Linked DNA regions of Columba livia: region 2 is linked to region 1. Evidence: chromatin contacts called from public Hi-C data. All regions are on one chromosome and are shown on one strand. The core of a region is the stretch at or near the end of the contact, and the rest is flanking DNA. Distances in the headings are between cores, read along the strand shown.

The links. Hi-C and Micro-C count contacts between places; a contact is called where the count stands out from the background.
Region 2: a contact with region 1 is called in a Hi-C map of crop, with 1.6 times the contacts expected there. The contact joins two enhancer-like sites. A contact is called at or near these places in 2 of 2 Hi-C or Micro-C datasets (crop and liver).

Annotation. Positions count from the first base shown.
Region 1 is chrZ:48,739,116-48,746,865 of bColLiv1.pat.W.v2, reverse strand. No RefSeq gene overlaps it. Among named protein-coding and RNA genes, the nearest start is that of AUH, 120 kb to the right of the region's middle. Within about 2 kb of position 5,050, at least 1 of the 3 cell types and tissues checked has an H3K27ac peak away from gene starts, as active enhancers do.
Region 2 is chrZ:48,786,444-48,794,193 of bColLiv1.pat.W.v2, reverse strand. No RefSeq gene overlaps it. Among named protein-coding and RNA genes, the nearest start is that of SYK, 100 kb to the left of the region's middle. Within about 2 kb of position 3,958, at least 1 of the 3 cell types and tissues checked has an H3K27ac peak away from gene starts, as active enhancers do.

The DNA of each region.
Region 1 (7,750 bases), core at 3,801-6,300:
GATCCACAACATTAACTGGAGTGCAGGTCTCATCAATTTGATAAAGTGTCTTTATAACAACAGATGGTAATTTGTTGATACTTAAAGCTCTAAATGGACTCTGTTACAGAACCACTTAAAATGCTTTCTTTAAAAAAAGAAAAAAACAACCAACCAACAAAAAAAAAAACCCACACAAGTGTTCAGATACTTTAACCCAAAGAAATTGCTGACAGATTTGTTTTCAGCCCAGCAGAGTAAAGAGCTGACAACATATTTTTGCTGGATATGGTAACTTGGGTCTATTTTTAGGATTTTTTTTTAAGTACTCAAAAATAGTAGTGGGCTTAAAAATCAGCATCTGCTTCTAGCAATGAAATAATTATTTGAAGAACAGATAATAGGCACAAAAAAAGACCACCCCCAAGTCTTACATTCTGTGATTCTCCACAGCAAGACTGAAAGTCACAATTATGCATTTCTTGTAAGCACTGTTTATTTTATATAACAATACTGCAGGATTATAACACCCCTGTAAGTGTTCAATACACCTATTTATCAGTTATTAATTCACCAGCATAAACTGTTTACATTTCAGCCAAGAATAACTAACCGGCAAGTGCTATCACTATTGCTTTTATGACTTAGAATACCCAAGGCTGCTGACATTTAGACCACAATGCAGGCTCCCACCCTTTCTTACTTTAACCTGGGTTTAGTTAAGGTGGGAAAGAATTTATTTGTAGGGAATGATTTTTTTTTTTTTTTTTAAATGGTCATTACAGCTATTCTGCAACTAGGATTTGCAAATGCATGTCAAGAAATCTGAGCTGGTTCGCGTCCAGCTAGTTTGGATACTGATAACAATGAATCACTATGTCAGTGCAAGACGGCCCAGGACCTGGATGTCTGCTCGTTGGCTGATGCCTGTCACCACAGTTTCCCAATCCTCAGCAGAGTTTATGCCTCTGACAGCTAGAAAGAATGACTGACTCCACAAGAAGACAAAACCCGGCCCCGCAGATATCCCCTATGCTCTACCCATGCATCAGTAGCCTTAGGAAACAAAGCAGTATTATTATCAGTCAGTCCTCACCCTGTTATCTTTTGAACCCTTGCACAACATAAATCACACTTGAAAGAGGCAGAGGAGGAGGATCCATTGGTTTTCTACAAATGGGATCATAGAAGACAAAGGCTCGAGATCACAGACCCTTCCCACCCCCCTCCTAGAGAAAAAATTGCGTAACTGGGTCATCACACCTTCTCTTGGAGGGCTCCGGCCAGAGACAGCAGGTACCCATAGTGAGACGGTGCACACCCCATCTTCTCCTCAGCAGGGGAGGTGGCGGGCAGCAGGAGCAGGGGTTGCATGGAAGGAGGGGTAGAAGGTGGCAAAGGACAAAGAGGGGGAGAAAACGGGCTCCACTAGTATGAATGCTAGTGGAACTGTGTTTGCTGGTTCAGGGATTTCAGTAAAGGTGGAAAATTTTGAATTGTAGTAATTTCAGTTCAAAACAGTTCAAGGTTTTGACCCACAGAACAGCAGTTATCTTTTTAGTATAATTTGCAAGAAGGACACTGTGGAATTTTTGCCCCATGATACTCCAGGAAAAAAAAAAAAATACTTTTAAGGTATTAAGATAAAATCTTCCTTAGATAAAGAATAAAATATACCACAGCACGATGCTTCAAACAACACGTAGGACGACTTACAGACAATCAATATGACAAAGCAGAGCAGATTTGGAAGTAGTAGTATTTCACAAGTACCATTTCTAACAAAATCATCGTCATGGTATTTAATTAAAATCAAAGCTCCTAACAGCAGCAGTTCAGAAAAGGAGTGACTCTGATTTCATATTCATACCCAGTGGGTTAGAATTTTTGTGAAAATTAATTGTATAACATTTAAAAGACCTGCTAGTGAGCACTTCAGCAACAGTATTTAGGCTTTCACATTTTGACCAAAAAAAAAAAAAGAGAGCAGAAAAATCCTGAAGAAATACAGGCTTGTTGGTCTACCCTGTTCTGGCAAGGACAGGACTTCTTCATAGTCATGTGCAAGAATGACCTACCTCTAGTAAACAATTATGAAATAATTTATTCATGAGGGAAAGTTGTTAATAAATTTTCTGAGTCAGTAGTCAATAACTAGCCCAAGAAAGGGAAAAAAAAAAAAAAAAAAGTAATTAAGGGAAGTGGTGGGTTTGACAATTCTAAGTGTTCTCTGGACCTTATCCAAGGGGACCCTCTTCACTGAAGAACAGTTGCAGCAAAAAAGAGAGAACAGACTATGAATAGCAAAGATTCCTAGTGATCTCACTGGGAATTACACATTTATTTGGAAGGCATTAAAGGAATAAGGTTACAGACTTAAGACCTGATCCAAATTCCATTATGTAAATGGAAAAAGATAACTTTGTTGTCTTAAAAGGAAACTGAATTTAGCCTTTAGTTCCCAGTTAATGAGATACTTGTAAATGTAGCGAACTGCAGGGGAAGTGATCTAGGAGAGATGTTATTTTGGGTTAGGTTTTTGTTTGTTTATTTGCTTTTCATATAAAATACTTGCCTAGGCTGCAATTTACTCAGATTTGTTGTAGTAAGACTCTCCATTCTACTGACTACATCTATATAAAGTGGCATTCAGATCCAAAGGAAAGGCAAGTTGCAACTGACTTAATGCCATCCTTAACGAATGAACAGAAATGGGGCATATCACAGATTCTAAACGTGTAATTAGTGTCTTGGAGCGAGCAAAGTGAGCCATGTAACCTGCACATGATCCATTTGTTATTCCAGGCAATATACTCCTTTCTTCATGACAATGTATGGTTATTGCTGTTACTAAGGATATTGCTTGGTTTGAAACATTTCATAGATTTGTTCGATCTCATCTAAAGTTGCTTTTGCTAGCGCAGAGTCACCTAAGCAGGCCCCAAATCTGCAAAACGGTCTCACGAACAGGCCCCCACACTGCTGCTAAGCAATACTTAGGTCAACTGGGCTTGTACTGTGTGCACATGTCCCAGCACTGCTTTTGCTAGACCCAGAATGAGTTCAAAGCACTTGGCAACTGAGTTTGCACAGCAGGACCTTTCTAGCAGCATATCACAAACAGAAGATTTTTGTTTCTTCTCTCAAGCTACAGGTACACAAAGGAGACTACAAATAATGTGAATTTCAAGAGAGGAACAGATCCATTTTGATCTGCTAGTTTTATTTAAAATTAATAAATTCAGGCAAGGTATAAACTATCCAGTCACATCCTGCAAAGCTTTAAGCAGTGAAACCACAAGGGAAAATAAACTAACATCTCTTCCCTTTTTATCTTAAAAGTGTTTGAAATGAATTGGTTGCTAAAGAAACCTGATATAATTGTGCCAGAGTGTTTTGAAACCCTTCGTGGAGTTCATCTGAAACCTCAGCATAACAAGTGGCCTCTTATCTGCGTACTATTCCAGGAAGAAATGCATGGCATTTCGTCATCACAGCTGAAAGACTAGCTGGCTCTGCACGTAGGCTCGGCGAGAATAAGAGCCCTCAGCTATAATGAGGGCAGGCTGGTAGCTAATGCTTAGTCAGAGGCTGTTTCCTTTAGCCTTTGCTACTGCTTGTAGGAGTTGGAATGCAGGAAAAGGCAAAAATTAAAGAGAACATAAAGAAGGCCAATGTTTACCTTCTCTAGCTGTTCTCAATGAAGTTTATTTCAGAAGAAATGGCACAGAGGCATTAACATGGTGACACCCTAAACCATCCCTCCAGTTTTTAAGTAGGTTTATTTAATGTGCCTGTTCATGAGCAGGATTACTTACAGGAGAGAGAATCATAAAAAGCAGATGTCATTTTTTTTTTTTGGTCTGACATTTAAAGGCAAATTAGTAAGCAGAAGTTTAATACAGTTTCTTCCTTCTGAAAACTGATGTTTAACTTCCTAACAGTCAAACTAACTTTCTCTTACAAAGCTGTTAAAACATAGACATAGCTGGGTAGCAATTGACATTACTTCAAAACCAAGGATGAATCTTCATATGTGGAGGAACATTTTGAGAAATGTTTCTTTTTATAGGCTTCTCCTCTTTCGTACATCCTTAAGATGGTAACATCTGTGATGCACTGTCATCATGCTTTTTAACATGAGAATCTGCAAACTTTGAACTCAGAATGATCAATCCACACAACATTAAAATGTTAAATGTGAATGTGTAGCAACGTTCAGAATGTAAGTTTGCAAGCCTCTTCATTTGGGATCACTTTCTTAGCCTGCCTGCAGAAAAATCATCAATTATTGGGAATTTACTCTGCTATAGCCACGCTGATTTAAGCACACAGCTGTAGGCACTATAATACTGAACACACTGGACTGAGTCATTTTACACACATGCAGATGCTGGTCTAAATAAGGGCTAGATTTGACTTGTTCTGTTTAACTCACTGGCTGAACACTGAAAATAGTTGGCACAGACTTTTCTCAGGAAATTCAAACTTACACAAGCAGAGGAAAAACACTGCAAATGAGATGCTGCTGTGTGCAAAAATTCATCTTGGGTAAAACTTTAAAACCTAAAAATAAATCTTGTTTTCAGTTCACACAAATAGGCTTTTCTATTCAACTCTGAAGGTTTAAAGCAGTTGTTAATCATGTACTGTACACAGTACTAAGCGGGAAAGTGTTCAGTTATTTCTGAAACACGTTATTTTGAGGCTATATTTGAATCTTCCATATTTATGTGATGAGAGTTATGTCACAAAGTTAATCATTCCCAGGATGCTAGCATTCAGGGTAATGAAAAACTTCTTGTGCAAGCAGTCATTAATCAGTGAGTATAACATTGCATAATGCTTTCTGAAGCATGTGTTATGTGATCAGAGTACAAGGCTGCATAATACAGCAAAGTGTTTATGCCATATGCTGACCTTTTCTAAAGCAGAAACGGAGCCATGTGATGCGCCGCTCCTGCCAGCAGTTGCTTATTGCCAATAATTAAGTTTGATGATATGAAGAAACACAAACTTGTATTGCTCTAGAGTTCTAAAAGGAAGAAGCTTTGAAGTTTTTGGCACTGCGAAGCACAAAGATGGCCAACTTGGCTTCGGTACACTATCGTCCATTATAGGCACCGCCCATCAAAACCAGAATCAAGTGCCCTGCTCAAGTGGTTACTGGCATTTGTGTAAAGGAAAACATGTGCATTGTAACAGGACTTCTGTATTATCCAGAAGAGCATAAAGGTCACAGGAACAAAGCAGCCAAAAGCATGCATCTCATAACATCACAATAACATTTGATGTTCTTGTGCAATAGTGCAAGTAAGCAGCTATTACTTAATCTCCTACCAGTATTACACAAAAGTATACTTGCGAAATACTTCAGATAAATACGCTGTAATTATATGAAATATAAAAACACGTATAGGACAAAATGTTTTTGTAACTCTGAACACACATACCTGTGGAGATGTGGTTTTAATGAGCTATTTTAACAATGGAAACAATTATTTAAAAGCTTCTCTGAACAACCTTAAAACTATGTGCTGGAAGCAGAGTGGACATCTGGACATATCTTTTATATGCTATGCATACACACACACAGAGCATGATCAAAAGTTCATCCTGTCCCCAGCTACTTTGTGCTTTTCTATTGGCAGAATGGGGCTGCAGATCTGGAAGAACCAGCTTCATAAAACTGCTTTAGCACAGCCAGCCATCCTGGTGGCATAGTTAATGACACTGCTTCTCCTACATCACCTGCTCCCTGACTTGCTAGGGTTTCCTTCTGCCTCACTGGTGACAGCCTGACTGCTTTGGGGAGCTGGTACAGAAAGGGGAAGCCAAGCTCCAGAAGCATTACCACCTGTTAACTCGGTTCCTTCATGTGATCTAAAGTTCTTTCTGATATCCCTCCCTTACTTTAAGGAAGTGTTTGCAAGCTTAACTAGCAATCCTAAAAAGTAAAGCAGCCTAGAAGCACAATCAAAATACACATAACTAAGACTACATCTATGCAGGGAATTAGGTGCCCAAGTCCACAATTTAGATTCTCAAAATTTCTGCTGAGATTTTGCCTCAGGAAGTCACGGTCCTAATGATATTAGGGAATGGCAATTGGATGGTGCTGTATTTAAAGCCTTCCAGGATTTAAGAATGAAACCTTTCACAACCTAAGGGGTCCGACCGAGCAGGCATCTTCACTCTTGGCAGACAGGAGTCCACACAGTACAACGGAGATTTTGGGGATGAGAGGAAAACAAGCAGGATTTTTATCCTTGTGCAGCATCTATTAAAAAAACAGTGTGATACTTGCTTCATGAGGGACTGCAAGACAGGCCTTCCCTCTCTAACAGGTGAGTGGTCTCTATCTCTATCTCATCTCAATAAATTAATTTGTAAAATAAGAAATTAAGCAGAAAAGTTTCATCAGAAGTGACTGAGAGCACCCACTGACCAGGTCACTACTGTGGGAGGGTTCAGTTCAGGTCAATTAAGTGAAAGGAGGGAGCAGAAACTGAGTTGTGCTAGTGTTTCTTGAGCCCTTTAACTACTGAGCTACTAGATAAATCAAGGGGCTGCAGCATATCCTCTTTGCTTTTTCAAAAAAAGGACCAATTTCAGCTAAGACTGGGAACAAAGGTAAGAATCCAAAATGAAGAAAGGAATTTCAGTTTGTGCCAAGTGGAAAAAAACCCGACATGTCCATGTGTTAAGTTACAAACTGGTAACTTAGGCAGAAGCCCTCACATTATGCCTCTTTTTGTGGCTCCTACCTCCTTACATATGTTATATGGCTAGTCTAGGAATCACATTTGGATGCCATGATCTCTACTAGTCTTTAGGGTATAGAACTCGGGTGCTGTAACCAGCTGATACAGAAAAACCTACATTGTGGAGCTGCTCATGAAGATACGAGAAATGACAGTGCTGAAGTGAACTGTGACTTAAACAAGTAGCTTGAACACACCCTATAAAAACATCCCTCTCTCCATCCTTCCTAGACCCACTGTTTCTTAGATGCATGCCCCCTGGCTCTCTCCTTTCACCACTACTTGGAAGAGGAGGCTGGCCAAAAGATGACAACTACAGGACAAGATGAATCACAGACTGAACTCTGAGTGGTCACTAGCTGGGGAAACTTACATGTATTTACAAAAACAGTTCAGCTACAGACCACCTTTGAACACAACAGTCCCAGAGGCAGAGACTTACTACACAAAAGATGCATGGTCAAACTCCATCCACACAAGCACACAGACGTATTATTAACATTTATACACAACCTTCACAACTCTGTCCTTAAAAGTAAAATTTAAAATTAGTCTTTCTAAACTGCATTGAAAGAAACATATTTTTTAAAAACTGGTACAACTGGCATCAGATTTTTTAACATGCTAGAAAGAACTGAGCCAAAGATGATATCACAAAGTCCCTTATGCTTAAGGGAAAATGTTAAATCAATTAGCAGTTGTTAGAATAAAGAGGCAACAATTTGATGTATCAGTTCCTTAAAAAAATACCAAACTTTTCATGTTCTTCTGAAAGTGGTTATATTATGCAACAAAACTGCAACATATTCTCATGTCTTTAATGTTACAAAAGCTTTATTAGCATATGCTTCAGAAATTATAATCAAAGAGCAGCAGTCACAAGCCAGGACTTTGAAGAGTTTATAAACATACATGTACAGACTATGCCTTAGAGGGTTAATGTACTGTTTTGAACTCAAGTATTGCAATAGGACTTAGCTTTGACACAGAAGGTTCACACCCTCTGT
Region 2 (7,750 bases), core at 2,709-5,208, 48 kb before region 1:
AAAGCAGGCAGAGAAAGAACAGCATGAAGCTCTCTATGCAATGTCAACAATAATTAACAGAGCACTTTATAGTCTGCCAGTGCTTCCCGTGAGTAAGGTACTCTCACACATTTGGTATGAGCAGGCTGCCCTCCTGGAACCCAAAGCCACAAGTGTTAGCTTTTAGCGGCTAGCCGATCATTAACTTTTTGAATGTTATGTGCCACCCAACATTTCCCCTTAGAAGGGCAGAGACACAAGAAGACACTGTTGCAACTGCTGCACAGATTCATGGGGTTTACTTTGCCATGTTGTACGAAGAAAAGTGGAGGATTTGCTTTTTTCTCAGTGCATCAAAACCAAAGGAAAAGAACACATCGCGCCACACACAGAGACTTGTAATCTCTTTATTCCCAAGTTTTCCTGTTGATAACTTGGGAGAAGGCAGAATCCTCATCTCCCTCACAGATGCATGCAACATTTGGAAGCTTTCTTCAACTCCTACTGATTCTCCAGGGATGCAGACTGTAGGCATTTTGCAGCAGGGAATCTCTTCTCTTAGGCTGTGTACAAAATGCAGAACTGATGTGAGGCTACTTTCGCACACAGCGTTGTATTGCTCCCATGCTTCTGACTTAATCATGTTGTCTTTGCGTGTACTTCCAGATTAAATTTCTAGTGTTGCCCCAGAATGGGACACTCCTGCCATCTTTCTCTCTTTAAAGATGGCAAAACTGCAACCTTGTCTAAAGCAGAGGGATTTCCACAAGTTCTTTCCTTCTAGGCTGATTGTGACCGATTTCTTCCACATAGAAGAGTGCTCACACAGTTGTCAGGGAGACAACTGTTGGCACAACTTTGCCCTGGTATTTGGAGGACTTGGCCAGTCGGTTGCTTTTCAGCGGATTGTGCATTCATGCAGATGCAGCACACTGGCAGACTGACAGACGTGACTTCTTCATTTTCCAGTCTGAGCTCATGAGCATGCAGTACCTCGAGACTACAGCTGCAAGAGAGAGCCAGCATACCTCAGCTAGTGCTATTTGAACTAGTTTGAGCAGCAGCACAGTAAAAAGCTGGTGACCAGAAGTCAAATACAGCCAATGTGTGTCACAAGACTTATTTGAGAGGTTGGCTTGCACCGTATATATTGCTGCTAGTAGCTCGGTGTGTTGTTTAAACTAACCCAGGTCAAGATAAAACACTGTAATAATGCTTCCCTGATACCAGCATCCTTCATACAGTACAGCCCAGAGCCCAGAAATTCCCACTGACCTACAGTGTACACCATTGCCTGCATCTCCTAAGCAGACAGCACTCTCTTCCTTTCCCTCCTGCAAGCCGTGACCAAACCTAAATCAAAAGCAGCCATCATATCCTCTGAATTGGTGTAAAGGCTGAAAACAAGGATAATGAACTTTGCACCAGATGAGGCTAATGAGTGTGCAGGCAGTCATTTATGATTAAGCCATGCAAAACATTTGCTAGTAGCGCAAGAACAGAATGCTATGGTACACAGCAAAGGCCCAAGGCACTGAGTAGTTAAGTGACTTGCCCAGTTTGACACAGCAGTTCTGTGACAGAGGTAGAAATAGGCTGCTCAGTTGTTTTTTTCAAAACAGATCATACTTTGATCTCCCTTTAGCAGCGGAAAATAAAACCCCCTCTGTTCATACTATAAGTCATTACAGAAATTACTTTCAGGCTACAGACTCACCATTATCACATCGCTGCAAGATCAAACAAAAAAGAGGGCAGTAGGAGAGGAAAAGAAAGGTTACTTTGTGTCATTTACTTCCACAGTCTGCTCAACAAAGCCAAAGAGGAAAAACGTTTGGGTTTTTTGTTTGTTTTGTTGTTGTTGTTTTATTGGGTTTTTTGTTTGTTTTGTTTTTTTTTTTTTTTGTGGGTTTTTTTGGTGTTTTGGTTTGTTGTTTTTTTTTTTCCTCAGACAGATGCCTTTTATAACACATCAAACACTTCTCGTGGGTGTACGTCAGAGGCATTTTACTACAAAGGCTTTGTCCTTTGCATTCATGAGAGCCCGGATGCTTATCAGGATTTTCCATTCCCTAAATTCAAGATCAAATTGGGATCTGCATTTAGATAGCAGCAGAAGTACATCAACAAAGTCCAAAACATAAAATCATTACTGAAAAGAAAGCATTGAGTCAACATGTTCCTGTGCTAAGGCTGCAGTGGAGGGAGTTTCTGTCATCTCAAAAGGAATGTCTGGAGAAGGAAACAGCCAATTTTTCAACGTGCTGGCTTTGGAGGAAGGCAATATGAGGAAACAATTGTCTTTCCTAATGGATTTTACTGCTAGTAAATGTTTAAGTCCTCCATGCAAAGCATGTGGACCTGATATCACAAAGACGACATTGTAATATTTACTACATAACATCACATGTTTGTATCAGGCACTCTGCATGCCTGCAGCAAAGCTCTGATTTGTTTATTTGTCAGCGCAGTTTGTAATTCTCTAAATTATCAAGCACAGCAAAGAACATTACACACGCAGTCAAACTACATTTAACATTGCTACATACCCTTCCACTCTCAGGCCAACACTCAACAGCATCTTGCATTTCCTCTCTCCACCTCCTGCCCTCTGGTATGCAGAGTCTCAGCCCCTGAAATACTAGAAGGCCTTCCAAAAGCTCTTGTCGCCTTCCTGGACAAGGTGTTCTCCTTTCTAGGAACAAACCAGGCCCATGGCTGTTGTGCTAAGACAGTACTCCCAGCCTCCCTACAGGCAATGGAGGAAGGCAGAGAGTGGGAACGGCCAGGCCTGAAGTTTTTCCAGCCTCCAAACCTATCAGCAACAGCAGAAGCATCAAATGCTTCTTCTCAAAGCCAACGTCTCTGCTCTTTTCACTCAGGGTGACACTGAGCTCCCATGAGATATTCTGTCCCCCGAGATCATTGTAGATTTAGATGCTTCACTTGAGAGGAAATTTCCTTGTGAGCCAGAAGAACTGTGTCCTCCTACACTTACAGCAGAAAAAGAGGATAGGCAGAAAGAGCAGAGATGTCTGAGATCTCTTCCTTTGTCTGTGTTTGGAATATCAAAAAATCTTACAAATCTTTGCTATGCCAGTTCTGTTGTAGATTGGAGTAACTGTTTTTCTGTTCTAGTGGGTGATCTTGATTTCTCAAGAGGATAAGTCACCAGGTAATCCTGCACTTCACTGGCTCCTGCCACCCACCACTGCTACCATGGGGTTTTGTACAGCATTTTCCAAGCCCTGGCACACAAGTTCATGCATTGTCCTTGCTTCCACCCCTAAAGAGTGAATGGACACGTCCCTCAGGCTCCAGCAGTTGCATGTAGCTGTATGCACAAAGAATAGGACTCGTATTTGTCACTGGTAGTAGTAACTCCTTCCCCAGTGAGTCCGAGCAGCCTCCCCCTCCATGTTAAATCAAATGGCTCTAGTTCTCCCTCAAAGATGTCAGCGCATGGATGTGCCACCACAAAACTCCCACCTCTCAGATCATGTAAAGCTTACATGAAAATTGCTTCTAGTAGTAATTCCAGTTCAAAATGGGTTGGGAAAAGCAGCATGTATTTTTCTGGCAACAACAGTGAAACTATAAAACTAACGAGTCTCCACAGCTATTCCCACCTGTTCTTGGAGCAAAATACGTATTGGATATATACCCACCCGTGAGTTTCTCCATGACGTTAATCCAAATTGTACCCACCCTCCCCCTACCCCCCCCCAAAAAAAAAAAAAAAAAAAAAGGAAAAAACAAACCAAACAAAAACCAAAAAACAACAACAAAAACCCAAAACAAAACCCCCACACCCAAACCACAACCTTTCCTGCATAGGAAAAAATAATGTAAAAGAGCAGGTGGTATTTTCACCTGGTTTTACATCACACTTAAGCTGGGCCTAAGCCACTTCCACAGAAGGGAATTAAAACAGAACAGATATGGCAGCAGCAGCATCAACCCAAGGCTGAAACTGACCAGAGATATTGTAATAGATGAAGATGGAGCAAGATAAGGGTGAGTCAGCAGAAGATGTTTGTCTTCTCTGTAGTATCCTAAAATTTGGCTATTACAGGAAATTACATTAATATTGAATCACTGTTCTGTACACATCATTGTTCTGTACAGAATTTTTCCATGGTGAGGAAGACATTGTTAGGTTTTACAATGTTATGATACACTTCTATTTACACATCCAGAGCATCCAGCTGACCCTGTGCAAGAAAGTATTTGAAGTACATGTGACTTCTATTGTCTCCAGTAAAAACTCTGATCAAGATACTCCGGGGTACCATGCAGCAAGCCTTCCATATTCTGCCTGGAAAGACAAAATAGTTTGTGACTATTCTGTAACAAAATATTACAGAAAAGAAGATGAAGAGAACTGGAAAGGATGAGTGGAATGCTCATAAAATGGACTTTTATCTCATGACTAATACACTAAGATTGCCTGGAATTTTTTCTGAGATATTTTTAATTTTTTCCACATAATTTGCTTGTTAGTGGACATATTTTCAGAAGGAATACTGTCATTTGAAAATGCTTACATTATTAGAATTGCTAAGCTTTCTCTACTCTGGAAACTTTAAAAAAGTCCTGGCAAATTACTGTTAACAAAATCTCCAAGATTTTAGAGGTTGAGGAGGAGTTAATCCAAACTCATCTATAGCAAAACATGTTTACAATGTATTTTTTTTAACAGCTATTAGATGTTGAAAGTGCAGCACAGGACATATTCTGATAATAGAAAAATCCTCCCTTTTGCAAATAACAACAGCAATGAGGCATTATTGCACAAGAAGAAAAATAAGATAAGCATTTCATCCTGGATATTCTTCTTGGACAATACAGCCTTTGGTAAACTGTGATGTTACACAGGTCTTTAAATAGTGAAGTTTCAAACCAAAAGGTTGTGAACAAAAATTCGAAGAAAATATGTTTATAATTAATGATGGAGCTTGGAAGAAGCCCAATAATGAAAGCAAGTCTTGTTTTCTAACCTGGAGAACAAGCTTTCTATAAACACTTGCAGTGAAGATTACCACAATAATGAAGCAAAGCCATGAAGTGAAACAGGGTACACATGCTATACTTGAAAATGTTTCAGACTTCCAGCTATCATCAGCCAAGATACAAGCTGTCATCCAGCACAGATAGATTTGGGAGGTAACGTCAGTGGAAGTCTGTGGAGACTGCCTCGGTGTTATATCAATACAGCTCCATGCTCCCAAAATTATTCTGCTTCCTTCCATAGCTGCTCCTGAGTGGAAACATTTCTATTATCTTTACAGTAATCCGTAAGTCAGCTCTGCATAGAATGAGGTAGCTGAATTGCAGCTGTTCTTTTTAGTGTGTACTGTTTTGCACATTCACTGCTAGTTATCTGATTGAGGCTTTAGCCTAGTTATGAAAAAAAGAAAAAAAAAAAAAAAGGATTTTTTTTTTTTTTTAAAAAAAAGGTGGTTTGGGTTTTGCAAAAGCCAAACCAAAGCTGTTTCAGTTCCAGGTCCCATTTTTTTTTGAAACCTTGAAAGTTAAAGCCTGGGTGGTTTGGATAAGTGCTTCTAATTCTAGCATATCCCTATTTAAAATAAGAGGGAGGATTTGTTTTTAAAAAGCTAAAACTGGGATGGTCTGGAACAAAGTCTCTGAAGACATTTAGGGAGGATTCAGATAAACAATTCCACTCCTCCTCCCACCTTTTATATCTCTCATGAATTTTTTTCCTGTCCCTTCCTTGCTTTCTCTCAGATATTGTTTGCTTCCCCTCAATTTCCAATAGAGCTTGAAATTAGATTTCTTTTATTTCCTTGTTTTCAAACAAAGCTCTGAACTGCACATCTTGGCATTAAGTTAACTCCCAGGCTGAGTCACTGAGTTACCTTCCATCTCGGTACCTGAGCTGGTAGAAATTGTGCAACAGAAACCACCATGTATGCCCTTTTCCACCTTACACCAAAACTGTGTGATTTTTTGGAAGGAAAAGTCTGATTTTAGTTGGACAGAAATAGAACCATCTAATTGTAATGGTTTTAGTCTGAATTTATGACAGCAGAAATGGTACCACAGTGTGACTCAAGATAGAAACAGTATTATCATCACAATTTGTAACTTCATCAAGAGTTAACTTGGGAACTGCAAGCTGGCAGCAATAATTCATACATTACTGCAAACCGTGTTTTCATCATTTCTGTTGATACTGGCAAAATGCTTGTTTTGGCTTTCTGCATGTTGCAGTCATTAATATGATATAGTATAGACACTCAGATATATTTAGGAGAAGGTCATTTTCATTCAACTGATTATGTACTGGGAAGTTAAATAAACAAGCAAGTTAAAGACATCAGCAATCCCACTCCTTGATCCATGCCAAAGTGAATTCTTAAAACTGGTTGGTTCAATTAGAGGAAAAGTCAAGCCATGATTATGTCAGCTGGAAGAAGGAGGACATTACATTTCCTTTTACTTAAGGGTTACCTGGAATGCTACATCTTGATAGTGGCTAAATACATCCACAAAGCTGGAGGGGTTCCAAGGCAAGCTAGAACATACTTGGTAACTATGACATTAACAAGATTACTCATCCTTTTCATAACAATGAAAATTTCCTATTGAGATTTCACTGAGCAGAAAGTACAGAATCATGACTATTTATCTACAGCTGCTTGGAGCGCCTTTCCAAAGGCATGAAAGGACACTGTCCTCGAAAATGATATTCAGGGGGGGAGAAGCACTGTCCATGTTTTTCATTTTGCAAGTTTGTAACTGTAAAACGTTACAAAACAAGTCACTTTTGAGAAGCACTCATCTTTTACGCTCATTAGATTGCAATCCAGAGATGACTGAACATGATATTTAAACAGTAGTGTTTTTGCCAATGAGTTACATGATCAACACGAACTGCTAATGTTTTCTATTCTAAACCTTCTCAAAATGTCAAGTGTTCTTGTCAGCTGAGTGGAAGTGGCATAAAAGTAACTTTTGAAATTGCTGTTGATGAGATACCCTTGGGGAACATAGTATATATACTGAAATCATATTCACAATATGCTCTAATCTCCCCTGCTGCAAAAGGATTAGGCTCTTAACTCTCATTTCCATTAATGGAAATGTAGCACAGCCTGGTTCTTCCTTCCAAAAAAGACACTGGGCATTCTTAAATAACACAAGTCTTATTTCCTGAATTTTCTCAAGCTGTAAGAAAACAAAACCATAAAACAAATAAAGAAAATGCTTTTAAAAAGCTAAGCCTAGTAACTAACCCTGTTACAACTCAGAATTACAGCACTGTTTTGTTGTGTTTTTTTTTTTTTTTTACACAAATCACCAAAAGACTGAAAATATTCATAGCTGTCTGAGTCACGTTGACTGTAGCAGACTCACCATTTCTTCAGTGTCACTTTTTTATGCAAGTTAAAATATCAGGAAAAGGTAAGAAAGATGATGCATTACCTGACGTCCCTGCCAAGGATGCAGAAGACCTGGGCTCATTCCCTGCTCACCCATGGTTATCACGCATGATTTGGACAAGTCACACAGAGTTATTTTCAATCATGTACTCAAGCAAAACTTCAATGTGCCTGCCCAGAGGTCTTGCCACCTTGCTCAGATGTCTCCAGAGCTCTGGTGGCACTCGCTGCGCACAGTTGCCTTGCACTGATTTTACCCTACTGCCCCAAGCAGGACCACAGGCTTCCAGTCTTTTGACCAAAACCAGTGTTGATGGTGGCTGTTATAATATGTACAGCAAAAGCCATGAACTAGTTGGTTT